Regions from separate parts of the Sus scrofa genome. Here all the other regions are linked to region 3. A link is a contact called in public Hi-C and promoter capture Hi-C data. All regions are on one chromosome and are shown on one strand. The core of a region is the stretch at or near the end of the contact, and the rest is flanking DNA. Distances in the headings are between cores, read along the strand shown.

Region 1 (4,703 bases), core at 1,262-3,761, 120 kb after region 3:
TGCATTTTGCACTTCCGGGACCATCCTTCTCTCCCATGAAGCGCTGCCTCTTCTCTTAAAGCATAGCACTGGGTGGCCTCATTGTCCTGCCTCTGATGGGAACAGCGGCACAACATCGATGGTACCACAGCGGGTGGTGATAGATGCTCCGCCTCAGCAGATGCAGGGCAGCAAGAGGGAGTGGTGGGGCCTGTGGCAAACTGGTGAGCTCATACCTCCTACGGGAACAAGGGCTCAAGTGTTCTGGAGCAGCCGGAAATCTGGACTGCTATGTGATATCTCCGGATTGTTCAATGTCGACTCCAAATTTTAATTTTATTTATTAATTTATTTTTTGCTTTTTGGCCGCCCCACGGCATATGGAGTTCCTGGGCCAGGGATCAGATCCAAGCCACAGTTGCAACCTAGTGTGGAAAGTAACATAATGTCTTTTCTATCAAAGGAAGTCTTGGTGACTCCAAGCGGCTCTAGTTTCACTGAAACGCCTTCCTGCGACCCCCCCCCCCACTTTCCCTCTTCTCCCAGTAACAATTCGTTTCACATTAGCCCACCGAGAAGAATGTGTGCCCTGACCTGACCCATGGGAAGGGGACAGGTACATCGCCTGCGTTAGGGACAAATAGGGAGGGTCTTTTCTTCTTTGCACGGCGCTCTTTGAGCACCCGCGCCCTTCTGCAGAAGGAAAGAGCCGTGTCGAGATCTCCCCGTGTTCATGTGTCTCATTTTCCGACACTGACGATCTGAGCCATGTCCCCAACACTAGGCCGTAGCTGCAGCAATGCCAGATCCTTAACCCACTGTGCCAGGCTGGGGATCAAACCTGCATCCCAGGGCTCCCAAGACTCTGCCCATCCCATTGCACCACAGCGGGAACTTCCAGATTTTAAAATATGTGTCACTCGAGCCAAACAGAATACATCTGTGGGCCACCGATGTGCAGCCCTTGGTTTTTGACTGATGTCTGCATTAAAATGCCCTTGTGGAAGGAAGTCGGACTGGCCCCTTGCGGGGTCTGCCTGTGTGGGGGTCACTGTACATGGGTGGGTCGGAGGGAGGTCAGATCCATTCCCAAGGTGGTTGACTTTTATGGGAGTGGGGAAGCTTCCTATCAAGGCCAAGAATAAGGGGCTTTGCAGGGTCTGGGCCTCTGTCCCCTTCCCTGTAAGCAGCTTTCCTTGGGGGGGGGGGGGCTCCCTCCTCCATCAGTGCCCCCCCCCCTTAACTGTGCGTCTGCCTTCTTTCTTCCAGTCTCCATCTGCTGCTGCCTCTTCATCTTCTTCCTCTTCCTCTCAGAGCTTACCGGATTCATAACAACAGAAATGTAAGTCACATCCCCCCCACCCCCCTCCCCAAGGGGCGTTCCAGAACTTTCGGTGGGGGAGGGGGACTGGCAGATGAGAAGGGGAAAGGGGCTTTACAAGGGAGAGACACCTCTAAACCTTCCATCTGGCGTTTCCAAGCCTGTGGCATCAGCCACTCCTCTGTTTCTTAAAAGGGTTTTAAAGCCGAGAGCCAAACCCAAGGTTGCTTTGTTAAAGCTGAAGAGAAAACGCTGGTTCCCTTCTGGGGTCGAGGAAGCTCCTGTTTGCCGTCCCTGTGTTTGGCCAGTGGGCTTTTTTCCCTCTGAGTCATCCCAGGCTCGTTTGATGTTCGAGCTGGAAGAATTCAGAGAAGGAAGACAGGCAGCTCTCCACCCGAGAGGGGGTGAGGTTCTGACATCAGAGCCGGGCCCCCACCACCAAGCCCCCTTCCCTGTCCCCAGGCCCACACTGGGTGAGGAATCAGTGCGGGCTTCCTGGCAGCGACTGACGCATGGTGAATCCATCCCCGATTCCTAGAATCAGCCGTTGTTCAGATAACCTAGTAAATGCTCGGGGCCTGTGTAACCCCGAATGCCTTTGGAATTATTCAGTTACGGCCTCATCGGATGCCCCTCTGAGATGAATTAAACCCAGAAGCTTCCTGCCTTCACCTCTGGCTTCCAAGCCTCTTCATTTCCATGTTTACAACCCAGAAAGCCCTCAGGGGCCTCTGGCTGCCCACTCCCCTGTCCAGCACTGGAATTTTCTTTTTCACTTACGGAATTTCTTGGTTTCCTTTGCCTCCCTCTCAGCCATCAGACGATAGGACCCTGAAGACAGAGCTGAGCGCCCAAGAGGGTCTCTGTTGCCCTATAACCACGACCCGCTTTAACCCCTCGGCTGGTCCTGGGAGGTTGTCGCCCCCTCTTTAGAGATGAGGAAACTGAGGCTCAGAGGGGTGAAGGGACCTGGCCCTGACCTGCTCCCACAGGAGAATCAGTCTGGGCCCCTCCACCCCTACCCCAGCTCTTTTCTGAACAGCACCCTGCCCTCCTTTGGTTGGGGGGGGGGGGTCAGGAGGGGGTGGATTTGTCTTCTCTGTTCCTCGGAGCGGGTTTTTAACCCTGATGGCACCCGTGCCCCAAGACGCCCTATGGAGTGGTGGAAGGAGGACTGGACAAGGCCTTGGGAAACCCAGGGCCAGGGCTCTGCTCAGTTACCACCTGCTCTGTGACCCTGGGCAGGTTGCCAAACCTCTCTGGGGCCCAGTATTGCTGGCCAAACAGGGGAGGGTGCGCCAGAGATAAGGCTCCTTTCCACATCTGGGGAGGCTTGTCGGCTTCCCAAGACACGACTCCTTGACCAGGCAGGGGTCAGAGAAGGATTTTGTTTCCCTGGGAATTGACTCTGTCTTGGAATTGACTCTGTCCCGGTCAAGTGTCTTCCTGTCTTTGCACATTTGGGCCACTGGACCTCTCAGGGGTCATCCCATTGTGATTTGGAGGTGAAAGCAGAGAGAGCAGCCAGAGATTGAGGCCTGCTTGTGCCAGGCACCTGCTGTATGCCACACCCCGTTCCTGGGAAAGGGGGCTGCAGTGCAGGCCTCCCATGTTCTGAGCAAGGTGACAGGGGGTACCCATGTGACAGCAACAAGGAGGGAGCCCTGACTGTGTCTCAGGTACCAGGTGCAAGGCTTTATATATCTCAGGCAGTGACATTAGCAAGTGCAAAGGTCCTGAGGCAGGAATTACCTGGTCTATGGGAAGAGCAGATAGAGAGCTGGTGTGTCTAAAGCAGAGCGAGCAGGCAGAGAAGAATCTGGAGACCGTGCAGGAGGTGGACCAAGTCAGGCTGGGCCCTGTACACTGCCCTGTATTGATGGGAATCAGCCTTGGTCCTGAGCCCCCAAAAGTCAGGGGCCAGGTCTGCCTGTTCACCGCCTGTGGCTCCCTGCTTAGAGAAAATGCAGGTGGGGGACACAGATCATCAACATTGAATAAAAAGGAATGTATCAGTTAGGGATAAAGGCTCTGAAGAGAAAACAAAGCAGGATCGGAGATGGGGAAGGTGTGTCCTATTTCATAAGGCTTTATTTCACAAGGTGATTTACCTGAAATGTACTTAACGTAGTGCCTGATAGACTGAAAATTTCTTTTGTTAGAGTTGAGTTGATGTGCGGTGTGTATCAATTTATGCTGTACAGCATCGCGACCCCGCCATACACTTAGATATATACACACACGTATATGGATGTCCACACTTTCTCCCATAGCATCTTCCGTCCTGTTCTACCCCGAGATCGGACGCAGCTCCCTGTGCTGGGCAGTAGGGACCCCGTTGCTCATCCATATCCTTTCAGGCATTTATTCATTTCACACCTCGTCCCCATCTCACAGGAGAAAGGCGCGGAGGCCGCTCAGCCCCTGGCATGTCATGAGGTCCCTGTGAATGTTCATTTCCTTGTCCCTGCCCTCGAGTTAAGAAGGGGCCTCCCCTGTGTCCTGCCACCATTCGGAGGGGCAGTATGTTCAGCCGAGGTCAGCTGAACACACTGAGGTGCTGAGGCAGCGCCCCAAGAGCTACGTTTTGATGTCACAGCTGGTGACTGCAGCCGCCCTGTGCAGGGCCCTTGAGCAAGCTCATTCCACGGACCAGGGCAGGGCTGCCCCTTTCCCAGGAGCACAGTGTGTGCCCGCTGCCCCGCCTGCTCCCCTCCTCCAGGACTTCCTCTTCCTGGCTCTTGGGGGCATTCTGGACAGTCTGGTCCCACCACATCCCTGGAGAGGAAGAAAGATGAGGGGCCTTTCATTGAGCGTTTGCCTTGTGTCCGGCCCCCGGCACTGACAGCGCAGGGGAGAGGGGGTGAAAAGAGACACCTGTCTGGGCCGCAGGCTCCATCCGTGATGCTACCGGGACCCTGATGCCTTCTTGGTCTCCACGGCCTCTTGAGCAAGATGCAGGGGTTGCCAAAGGCAGTCCTCGGGGGTGAGGACTCCGCAGAACAATCCAGGCAGAAAAGGTTGTGCCTGGGAGTTTGGTCCTCAACCAGAAGCTTCTCTGACCCTTGGGAAGCCCTGCTGATCCCGGAAGGACTGCGGGTCACAATTCTTTTCCTTTTCTGGGTGGCTGGCCCTCCCTGGCAGTTTTGTGACCACAGTGGGTCACGGCCCCCCACCCCCCCAACCCGCCATGAGATTGTAACCCAAGGAAATGAGGTCACTGCTGGTTGGATCAACATCTCTCCAGCCCTGGCCTGTGGTTATCAGTGACCTAAGAGGCTATTCTGGCCTGGCCGGGCGGGCAAGGGAGGCCTGTTTGTTTGGGTGGTTGGACTTCAACCTGGCTGTTGACTATCCTTGGGAAAGTGGCCCCGCAGGCTGCCCTGATGCTCCACGTTTCCAG
Region 2 (4,494 bases), core at 1,395-3,894, 72 kb after region 3:
TAGTTTTTTCTGCAGATGAGGAAACTTACATTCAGAGGGTCGCACAGCTGGAAAGGGGGCCACTGGAGTGCAGCTTTTCTGCACTCGGCTCTCACACGTTTTCTAGTTTACTGCAGCAGGTGTTTGTGTCATAGTGACAGTTAGGTCCTCAGATCCTTCCCAATGACGTAGATTTGGGTTTCGACCCCATTTTGTCCCCAGTGCAGAGAATGAGCCCTGACCTGTCCTCTGCGGTCAGATGTTTCTGGAAGAAGGGAAGTGAGAAGCCGGAGGCACTGGGCAGTTGGTGGGGTGGTGATAGAAGGAAACATTTAGGAGTTCCCGTCATGGCTCAGCAGTTAATGAATCTGACTAGCATCCATGAGGACGCAGGTTTGATCCCTGGCTTCGCTCAGTGGGTTAAGGATCTGGCATTACCATGAGCTGTGGCATAGGGCACAGACACTGCTCAGATCCTGTGTTGCTGTGGCTGTGGTGTAGGCTGGTGGCTACAGCTCCGATTCAACCCCTAGCCCTGGGAACCTCCATATGCCTCAGGTGTGGTCCTAAAAAGCAAAAAAAAAAAAAAAAGGAAACATTTAGTGAACATCTCTTGAGCATCAGATACAGTGCTACACACTGTAAAGCTATTATGTTATTGAGTGTTCGCAACAAACCCAGGAAGCGGGGGCTTTTACTCCCCCCATTTCACAGGTGAGGTAACTGAGGTGGAGTGATTTGTCCCAGTGTCGGCATGTGTTCAGGTTCAGGGCTGATTAGTATCTGTAAACCAGGGCCAGGGAGGGCCTGGAGCTGGAGGGAGTCCCTTCGCTTTGGGGCTGGGGGAGCTGAGGTGTTGAGAGCCGAGGGCCCCACCCAGATTCACCCAGCAAGCCAGGTGGCTGGGCCGGTTCCGCTCTCAGACCTGCCCGGCTTTCCCCAGCTCGGCTTCGGTTGGCCGAGCTTCGAAACTGGGGCACTGGCAAAGCCGGGTGCTTTGTCAAAGCTGAGTTCACCCTGAGTCAAAGGAGGCATGAGAGGGTTCACCCACCCACCTCCTCCCTGCCCGGCCCCACCCGCCCCTCCTGGGGGGCCACACAGACGCGTCACCCTCCTTGGCCCTCCGCCTGCCCCATACTCACCGGAGCGTGAAGAGTCAGCCACCCGGGACTCGGCTTGTTCTAGAGCCACTGTTGGGAGGTGCCAGGCAGACCTGGGACAGCTGGGCTTCGGAGCCTCGGGCACCTGGATCCCAACCCCGATGCTTCCACCCACTCACTGTGTGTCCTTGGGCAGCTCGCTTTACCCCTCTGAGCCTACTTTCTGCTTACAAATGGGGACATGAACCCTGACCCCACAGGATTACTGCTCGGAGTGGAGAGAGCATCCCACAGCTCATGGTAGGTCCTAACTCAGTGACGTGGCCCCTCCACTTCCTTCCCGCATTTATGACACTTCCTGACACACTTGATCTAAAGCAGGGATGAGGAGTTCCTGTTGTGCCACAGTGGAAATGAATCCAGCTAGTATCCATGAGGACTTGGGTTCGATCACTGACCTCTCTCAGTGGGTTAAGGATCTGGCGTTGCTGTGAGCTGTGGTGTAGGTCACAGATGGGACTTGGATCCCACGTGGCTGAGGCTGTGGCGCAGGCTGGCGGCTTTAGCTCCAATTCCACCCCTAGCCTAGGAACCAGGTGCCGTCATAAAAAGCAAAAAAAAAAAAAAAAAAAAAAAAAGCCACTCCATACGGAGGAGTAGCGATAAGAGTGAGACTCAGAAATGGTTTTTAATTTTTCAGAACGCTAGTGTGGTCTGCTCAGGTGCTTTATGTCGGGGGTTAGCCTGCAGGCCAGTGTCATCAAACCCAGAGCACCTCCTCAGAGGGTCTTTCTACAGCTTCCTGTCGACAGTGGACCCCCAGGGACCTAGACAGAGAGGTTTCCCTTTGGAAAGAACCCGTCACCTTTGAGAGACAGTAGAAACCAGAGTTTCCAGCTTGCTCTCCGAGCCTCCCATCAGCCTGTCAGTGCCTTGCTCTGCCTTGGTCACGGCTGGGTCCTCAGGGCCCAGGACGGTGATGGGCACGCAGAAAAAACTGTGTCAAATAGTGAGCAAGCCGTCTCCCTGGGGTTGAGCTACCTGCAGAGCTGACTTGCTGGCCCCTTACCCACGCCATCAGCGGGGATGGCGATGGTCCCTTGCTCCCAGGGGACAGTAGAACTTCCCTGAGCTAACCTGGCTAAATCGCTCAGCACGGCAGCCACCGTGCTTAAGTGCCCCGTATACGTGGCTCTGATGTTTGTTTAGTTTGCTCCATTATTTCTGTGCTTGGACCGTGATATGGGCTACAAGTTGGGACTCTGGCCCTGCAGGCGGTGGCGTTACAGCTGTCATTTTGTAATTCATTTTGGGATCCACATGAGCATGCTGGCAGGAACCCCCCAGAGGAGAGGGGCACGTGGGCTTGGCCAAGGGTGAGGCCCCCAAGGGAGAGCCACTTGCTTGTGTGTATATGTGTGTATAAGTGTGTGTGTCATTATGCATGTGTGTGTTGGCTGACGGCCCACGAGGTGGCCGTCAGTGCCCCAGCCGGCGTCACTCCCCAGCAAGGTGACGTGGGACGTGGACTGGGTGTCCACCCTCTCACATGCCAAACCAGTTTGCCCTGTGCTGTTGCCTGAAAGATCTCGCACAGAAGACACGATAGGTAGAAATGGGCCCTGGGCCTTGCAGGCTCTGTGACGTGTGAGCGGCTCGTGGGTCTGCTGCTGCCCCAGGTGTGAGCAGCTGGAAGAGTCATGGCCGCAGCCCCCACGGCAGGGCACAGGAGCCTTCAGAGTCCCTTTCTAGCCCCAGGCACTCTAGAAGTGAAAGTGGAAGGGCTGATCAGGCTGCCGCAGAGCGTCTTCCTCAGTGGAACCTTCTGCCAGGTAGCTCCTGGCTGTTTGGAGAATGCACCACCCAGCATTTCCCTTGCTTGACTGCCCACAGCAGTTCTCTGGGAAAGGAGTCGCCTCTGTGAAAGGGGCGACTCCTTTCCCAGATGGGAAAATCGAGGCCCAGGGAGTCACCATCTGCCCAGCCAGCTGGGGGCAATTTGCTGGTTCAAATGCAGATTCCCATGGCCCCACCGAGAGATTGTGATGTGGGGAATCGGGGCCCCAGGCTCTGTATTTATTTATTTTATTTTATTTTTAATTTTTTTGCTTTTTAGGCCCGCACCCGTGGCATATGGAGGTTCCCAGGCTAGGGGTCCAATTGGAGCTGTAGCCGCCAGCCTACACCACAGCCACAGCCACGCCAGATCGAGCTGAGTCTGCAACCTACACCACAGCTCATGGCAATGCGGGATCCTGGATCCACTGAGTGGGGCCAGGGATCAAACCTGCGTCCTCATGGATGCTAATCAGATTCGCTAACTGAAAATCACTGACAGCCTCACAGGAGACTCGGAGACCAAGCTTGAAATCAAGCCACAACGGGAAATCCTGGGCTCCGTATTGCGAGCAGCCTCTCTGGGGCATTGTAATGATCCGGACAGGGGGAGACCTGAGCAGGGACCCTGGCTTGTGCCTGGCCCTGTTGTTTGCTCAGCTGGCCCAGTGACTCCCTTCCTCGGCTTCCTCAGTTTCCTCTGCTGTGAGTGGAGCGAGTAAGTGGTGCCCACCCAGCTCAGACGGTGGTTGTGAAAATTCCCTAACATTCTTAGGGTTCAGGGAATATGGATTTGTTGCAATGATTCCACATAGGATTTGTTACAACAGCAATTTAAGAAATAAAAAAAAAGGTATCTGTGTGTGGAATTGACAGCAGCATCTTCTTTGATGTGGGAGTCTCAGGATGCTGGGATCAAGGCACTTGGCCCCTATTTTAGAGATGAAATGACGGAGGGGGCAGATTGGACTTTGGAACTCCTGTGGGGGCAGGGCGGGCATGGGGGTGACTGCCCTGGGTGGGAACTGCAAAGGGCTGGGGTGTGAGAGGTCACGGCACCCCCTCCCCTCAAGTGGCATTGCTCAGAACACCAGGAAACACTTCCAGGTAGGGATGGTGACACTGATTTCCAGGAGGACAGTTGGGGCCAGAGAGGAAGCACCCAGTTGCCTCCCCGACCTGGTCTGGATCCAGGGATCGTGGCTTCCTATGACCCCCTCACATCTCTGCATGCGACTTGGCTGGGCCAGAGGTTCCACCCAGAGCTTGTTGGCTAGATGGTCTCAGTCTAGCCGGTGCTCTGCTTGCTCATGCGCTCACTCGTTTATGTCACAGTTATCCATTGAGCACCTGCTGTGTGCCATGTGCTCTGCTGGTGCTGGGGTGTGAAGCTGACCACCACAGACATGGTACCTGGTTTCGTGGAGTTTCCATCCCAGCAGAGAAGAGGGACCTTAAAGGATCAAGAGTCGCTGGAGTTCCCGCTGTGGCACAATGGGATCAGCAGCATCACTGGAGCTCTGGGATGTGGGTTTGATCCTGGGCCCGGCACGGTGGGTTAAGGATCGGAATTGCTGCA
Region 3 (4,992 bases), core at 1,017-3,516:
AAATAAGGAAGGACCAGCCCTCGCGAGCCCCCTTCCTTGGAGTTATTGCATGTCTCCTTGCAAGAAGGAGCCTGGAGTCCCGGTGGGTTGTGAAGATCACCTCCCGTGGCCTTTCAGCAGCTGGGAGAGGTCGTGATGGGGCTCTGAAGGTAGCTCAACGCACTGTTCGTGGGGTGACGGGGATGGAGACGGGGAAGTTGAAGACGGTGGTGGTGGAGGCGCCTCGGTCCAGCACGGCCATGGCCGGGCTCCCAGCCTCCGCCGAGCAGTGCGGGGCCAGGACCTGGGACTCAAACTGCAGCAGCTGGCCCATGAAGCTGAAGTTGGGGGAGATGATGCTCCTCCTCTGCTTCACAAACTCAAAGGCCTCGTCCAGCTTGACTCGGTTAGTCCTCATGAGGTAAGCGAGGCAGATGGTGGCCGATCGGGAAATGCCCGCCTGGCAGTGGACAAACACCCTTCCGCCGGCATTCTTGATGGAATCTGGAAAACAAAGGGCAGCGGGTTACTTGAGAGCCCAGGAGAACAACCCCAACCCCAGGGAGAGGGTGTCTAAGAGATGCTGTGTGTGTCCTGTCCAGAGGTGGTCACTATCACCTCATGCCATCACATGGGCCCTGTTCCTGGAGGCGGATGGGGGCACTGCGCAAGAGGAACAGGGCATGTAAACCCAGACCAGGGCATGTGAGCAGACCCATGTGGGACAAATTAAGTCAACATTCTGAGATTCGGTTTGCTAACCTGTAAAGTGGGACATCAAATCTATGCTTCATAGGGATGCCACCCACACCTGACTGAGAGTAATGTCTACAGCTTAAAAGAATGTCCCTCAAGTTCTTGCTGTAGAGTTTAGGCTCGGTGGCTCAAACTAAAACAGGGAGGCACAGGTCCCAGGCATCTTGTTCCACTTATTTACCGATGAAATCGATTGCCTCATTGAACCAGGAGCTGATGTCCGCCTTGTGGTTGTCCTCAACGGGGATGCTCTTGTACTGGTAGTGACCCTCAAAATGGTTGGGACAGTTGGCCGAGACGTTGATCAAGGCAGTGATACCCAAGGCATCCAGCATGTCCTTGCGAGAAGCATGGTAGGCACTCCCCAGGTAGAGAAAGGGTAGGATCTCCACTGGGCCACCCTGAAATCCAGAAACATCCAACACTTGTCAAGCCTTGTTCAATGGCAATGCTCATGCCCACACCCACAAAAACTCCCTGAACAAGTCAGTTTCAATACTGGGTGACCTTCGCAGCATCTTGCTGGTATAGAAAATAGGGGACTAAGCCCAGTTGCTTGGGCAGGGCCAACAAAGTTCACTTCTGTAGTGCCAACAATTAGAGACTCAGCTCCATCATACCACTTAACCACGGGATAAATATCCCCGTGTCCCCCGTTATAAATAAAGCTGCATGTCACTTTCTATATTCTCCTACATTTACCAGCTGTTCCTTCTCCCCTCTGGTAAGGCCCCCTACTAACCTGATCGTAGAGTGGAGTGCTGCAAGAACTGCACCCTGATTCGGTGCTGTCAGGGACGCTAGTACTCAGGGGAAGGCTGAGCCCCATGGGGGTCGACTGTTTGCTGCAGAGCTCCGGGCAGGAAACAGAAAAAGCTTCATATCCTCCTGGGAATACAAAGAGACATTTTTTTTCCCATTAGTACCGCCGACACAGGGCACCCTTCAAACAACTCCGCTATCCAACGGGACTGGAAGTTTACCCCGGAGAGGCCCAGGCGAGTCTTTGTTCACAGACCAAACAAAGCCAACAAGTCCCCAGAATGCGGATCGAGCGCCCAGGCGCTCCAGGTGGGGCAGTCCCCTAGATGCTGAGAGCCGGGGGTCCCCGGGCTAGGCGACAGGGGGCGTGCGGCCCGCCCCTGAGCGTCCCCGAGGGCGTACCTTTGAGCAAGAAGATTTGCGCGCCGCGCGCCTCGCGGCAGAGCGCTCCGGCGGCCAGAGCCAGGGTGCCGTCGCGTTTGGCGCACTCCAAGGCAGCGCTGCGCTCGTCCAGCAGCACCACGGCGTGGTAGGCGCCGGCCAGCAGGCGGCCGCGCAGCTCCGCGTTGGGCACGATGTGCTCCAGGCCCATGGCGCCCTTGGCCCGGCGCCGCACGATGGTACTGAAGCGCACGTTGACGGAGCCGGCGATGTGGCCGGCGTTGAAAGCGAAGAAGGAGCGACAGTCCAACAGCAGACACTGCGCCGCGCGCTCCCGCAGCAGCGTCCTCAGGCCTCCGGCGTCCAGGGATCCCACTTCCATGACCATGGCCGGCCCCAGCGCCCCCAGCGTGAAGTCTTCTTGTGCTCTTTGTCCTCGGAAGCCAAGGGGAGGGCGACGGCTTTCGAGGAAAAGCCTGACCCTCGTTTTCTTTAAGCCAAACTCCAAACTGCCTCTGGGCTGAGCGAAGGGTCTTCGTGCGGGTCTCTCGACCGCCTCGGGTTCCTTACTGCTCCCCTGCCTGCCCCTCCAACCCGCGTAGAACCTACAACCCCAACGTCCTTCACGGCGAGTCAGACCCGCGGGAAGCGCGCTTATATGTGGCCTCTCGGCGGGCGGGGCGGGGAGGGGCGCGCGGAGGCGCGCGCGCGCGCGCGCGCGCAAGGGGAGGGGGTTGTTTGTTTGAATGACGGTCACGTGACCGGTGTGGTGACGTCACCCGCCCTGCCGGGCTTGGCGCCGGCCGAGCCAAAGGGGAAGACGTCATCGGCCTCTGAGTGGGGTCCGCTGGCTGCGCTCTGGCTCGGGTCCCATCCCCCGCCGGGCCGTCCGGCCTGCGCCTGGCGCGTCCCCGGGGAGCTGGCCCGAGCTACTCTCCGGGACCGGCAGGGAGGAGAGAGGAAGGGCGCGCGAGCAGCTGAAGGCTGACCTCGGTGTTGAGAGCGGCTGGGAGATCAGGCCGCATGCCACCGGCCTCCGCCTCCCTTCCCCCCGCCCTGTGCCCCTTCCCCGCGCCCCCTCCGCCGCAGAGCAGAACGGAAAGGGGTTTCCTGCGTTTTTGCAGAGATGTGGGCCCCTTTCTCTCATTTCCTCATCCCCAACAGGCGAGGAAACAGGTTCTCAAGGAGAGGCTATTTACTTGCCCAGCATCACGCTGCTGGGGGTCGAGGGACAGAGAGGAGCCTGAAATGAAGGTTGGAGGAAAATTAACGAGTTTGTCCAGCCAAGAACAACCGGGGTGAGTTGGGGTGGAGGTGTTCAGGGAAATATTTTCCTACTCCCCAGACTACTCTCCTGTTACTTAAAAATAAAATGTACATTTAACAAGTAAAATGCCTTCCAGTCAAACCCAAGAGGAAAAAGGTCTTTCTCAGTCATGTGCTTGCCCAGACCATTGTGAACTAAGAAAGGTTAGAAGATTTCAGAGGGCTGAAATCCTGGTCGGGGGGGTCGTAAAGTCAGGTCGAGGACTGCGGGGTTCCGTGTTAAGGGAGGCGGACCCCCCCCCCAGCGCGGCTCGACAGCGCCCTCCCGAGGCCGCCAGACATGTTTTGGGTCACGTTTACTTAAAGACAGTTGTAGCCACTCCATCTCTTTATTCCCCAAATGTGCACTGATTGAGCACCTAACTCTGCCCTGGGCTGGGAGCCTCCAGCTGGGAACAGGAGTCAGGAACAGGAGCCGGGCCCAGCCCCCACGCCCTGGTTCTCGCCACTAATATGGGCTTAACTCGAAATCCCCATCCTGGGTGCTCTAAGAGGATTACCAGGACCTGGACGCGCATTTGGGGAGACCCGCATGCGGTTACCCTCGTCCTGGGCTACCGAGTGACAACCCCCACCCCCCACCTCAGGCGGCAGAGCCTCCTTCGGGCGGCACCGATGTGCTAGGTACACAAACATAAACATTGCGCCACCGGGCTGGATTGCCTGGTCAGGAACATTCTGTGGTTTCCTACCCCTCCTCCCGGGGAGGTGGGGGCGGGGATTTCACGGCCACCCTATGTCGTTGATCGCGGATTGTATCACCGGGGGAAACTTCTGCATTTGTCTCGCTTAGCTTGTGTTCTCACAGGCTCAAGCTTTCTGTCTACATTTTAGAAAAGTAAGGGCTTTTTTTTTTTTTTTTTTAAAGGGCGTTTTCTACCTTCAAATGAACATTGGCTGAGGACAGCAAAAAGGTCCTCAGATAAGGTCAACACCCTCCTTGTATCTTTTTTTAAAAACGAAAAAAAAAATATTTGTTTGTACTACTTATTCAGCTGAGGAACTCATATTTCATGCATTGAATCATAAAATGTTACAGCCTCTGACTTTTCCCAGCATACCAACTTGACCTGCCCCAATTTTGGCTTTTTTTTTTTAATTTTTGAAATGTTTTAATTTTTTACCAAGAACATTCATTATACCTTCGCCTACGCATTAAAACACACACACACACACACACACACACAGCCTTTTTGTTAATACAAATATTACAGCGATGAGGGGCACAGTCTGGCCCTGGAGTCTGGTGTCTGCTGAGCTCTGCGGGTTTCTCCTTTCTGTCCCTTTCTGGAAAGAGCAGAACTGAAAGCCCATGCTGTCATGTTGCTTCTGGGTGATCCTAGATGAATCTCTTCCCCTACTGAGCCTCTAACCTCATCTGTACAATGGGTTTTTCAGCCGCCTACTTTGTGGATGGTTTGCGGCCCAAGTTAGAGAAGGGGAGTGTAAGGAACCCAGGCCCTACCCATCCCTTCTCATTACAATTCACTAAGTCTCTGGTTTTCCTCTCCCCAGCAGGGCAGTTCTTTTATTATCAAGCTTCTATGTGTTTCAAGATCTAGCACCAGAACCTGGGGAGGTCACAAGATGCCAGTAGGTGTGGTTGGTACAGAGGTCCAGCTCAGGGTAAGTTCCCTCCTTGAGACCAATCAACACATTATAGCTCAGGCTAGGGGGTCTGGTGGTAAAGCTGTACCCACCCAGGCCCCCAGTCCAAGGAGTAGAAATACTTTTTCTGGCTGGACGTGGAGCCAGAGAGAGACCCAGAGAAATCTGGCCCCGGGTGAC

What was found. Promoter capture Hi-C pulls out the DNA fragments that hold promoters and counts their contacts. Hi-C and Micro-C count contacts between places; a contact is called where the count stands out from the background.
Region 1: a contact with region 3 is called in a promoter capture Hi-C map of liver, with 9 times the contacts expected there. The contact joins the enhancer-like site here to the promoter of DUSP1 in region 3. A contact is called at or near these places in 3 of 5 promoter capture datasets (fetal skeletal muscle and liver), 11 of 47 Hi-C or Micro-C datasets (embryonic fibroblasts, fibroblasts, liver and 3 more) and 2 of 2 datasets of contacts at active chromatin or transcription factors (alveolar macrophages and skeletal muscle).
Region 2: a contact with region 3 is called in a Hi-C map of liver, with 1.9 times the contacts expected there. The contact joins the enhancer-like site here to the promoter of DUSP1 in region 3. A contact is called at or near these places in 3 of 5 promoter capture datasets (fetal skeletal muscle, liver and skeletal muscle), 12 of 47 Hi-C or Micro-C datasets (adipose tissue, embryonic fibroblasts, fetal liver and 5 more) and 2 of 2 datasets of contacts at active chromatin or transcription factors (alveolar macrophages and skeletal muscle).

The regions. Positions count from the first base shown.
Region 1 is chr16:51,337,294-51,341,996 of Sscrofa11.1, reverse strand. It overlaps ERGIC1 (endoplasmic reticulum-Golgi intermediate compartment protein 1), which reads left to right. Exons shown (of 10, transcript XM_003134052.6): 3 at 1,249-1,321. Among named protein-coding and RNA genes, the nearest start is that of RPL26L1, 63 kb to the right of the region's middle. Within about 2 kb of position 2,511, at least 29 of the 83 cell types and tissues checked have an H3K27ac peak or open chromatin away from gene starts, as enhancers often do. A contact at or near this core is called in embryonic fibroblasts, liver and retroperitoneal adipose tissue, where this site is marked.
Region 2 is chr16:51,384,306-51,388,799 of Sscrofa11.1, reverse strand. The region is part of intron 1 of ERGIC1 (endoplasmic reticulum-Golgi intermediate compartment protein 1); the gene reads left to right. Among named protein-coding and RNA genes, the nearest start is that of ERGIC1, 17 kb to the left of the region's middle. Within about 2 kb of position 2,644, at least 17 of the 83 cell types and tissues checked have an H3K27ac peak or open chromatin away from gene starts, as enhancers often do. A contact at or near this core is called in fetal liver and liver, where this site is marked.
Region 3 is chr16:51,455,536-51,460,527 of Sscrofa11.1, reverse strand. It overlaps DUSP1 (dual specificity phosphatase 1), which reads right to left and starts at 2,266. Exons shown (of 5, transcript NM_001256075.1): 1 at 1,900-2,266; 2 at 1,478-1,623; 3 at 917-1,136; 4 at 178-483; 5 at 114-175. The coding sequence starts at 2,266. The coding sequence ends at 114. LOC102166710 (a long non-coding RNA gene) reads left to right here and starts at 2,646. Exons shown (of 5, transcript XR_001304774.2): 1 at 2,646-3,176; 2 at 4,723-4,830.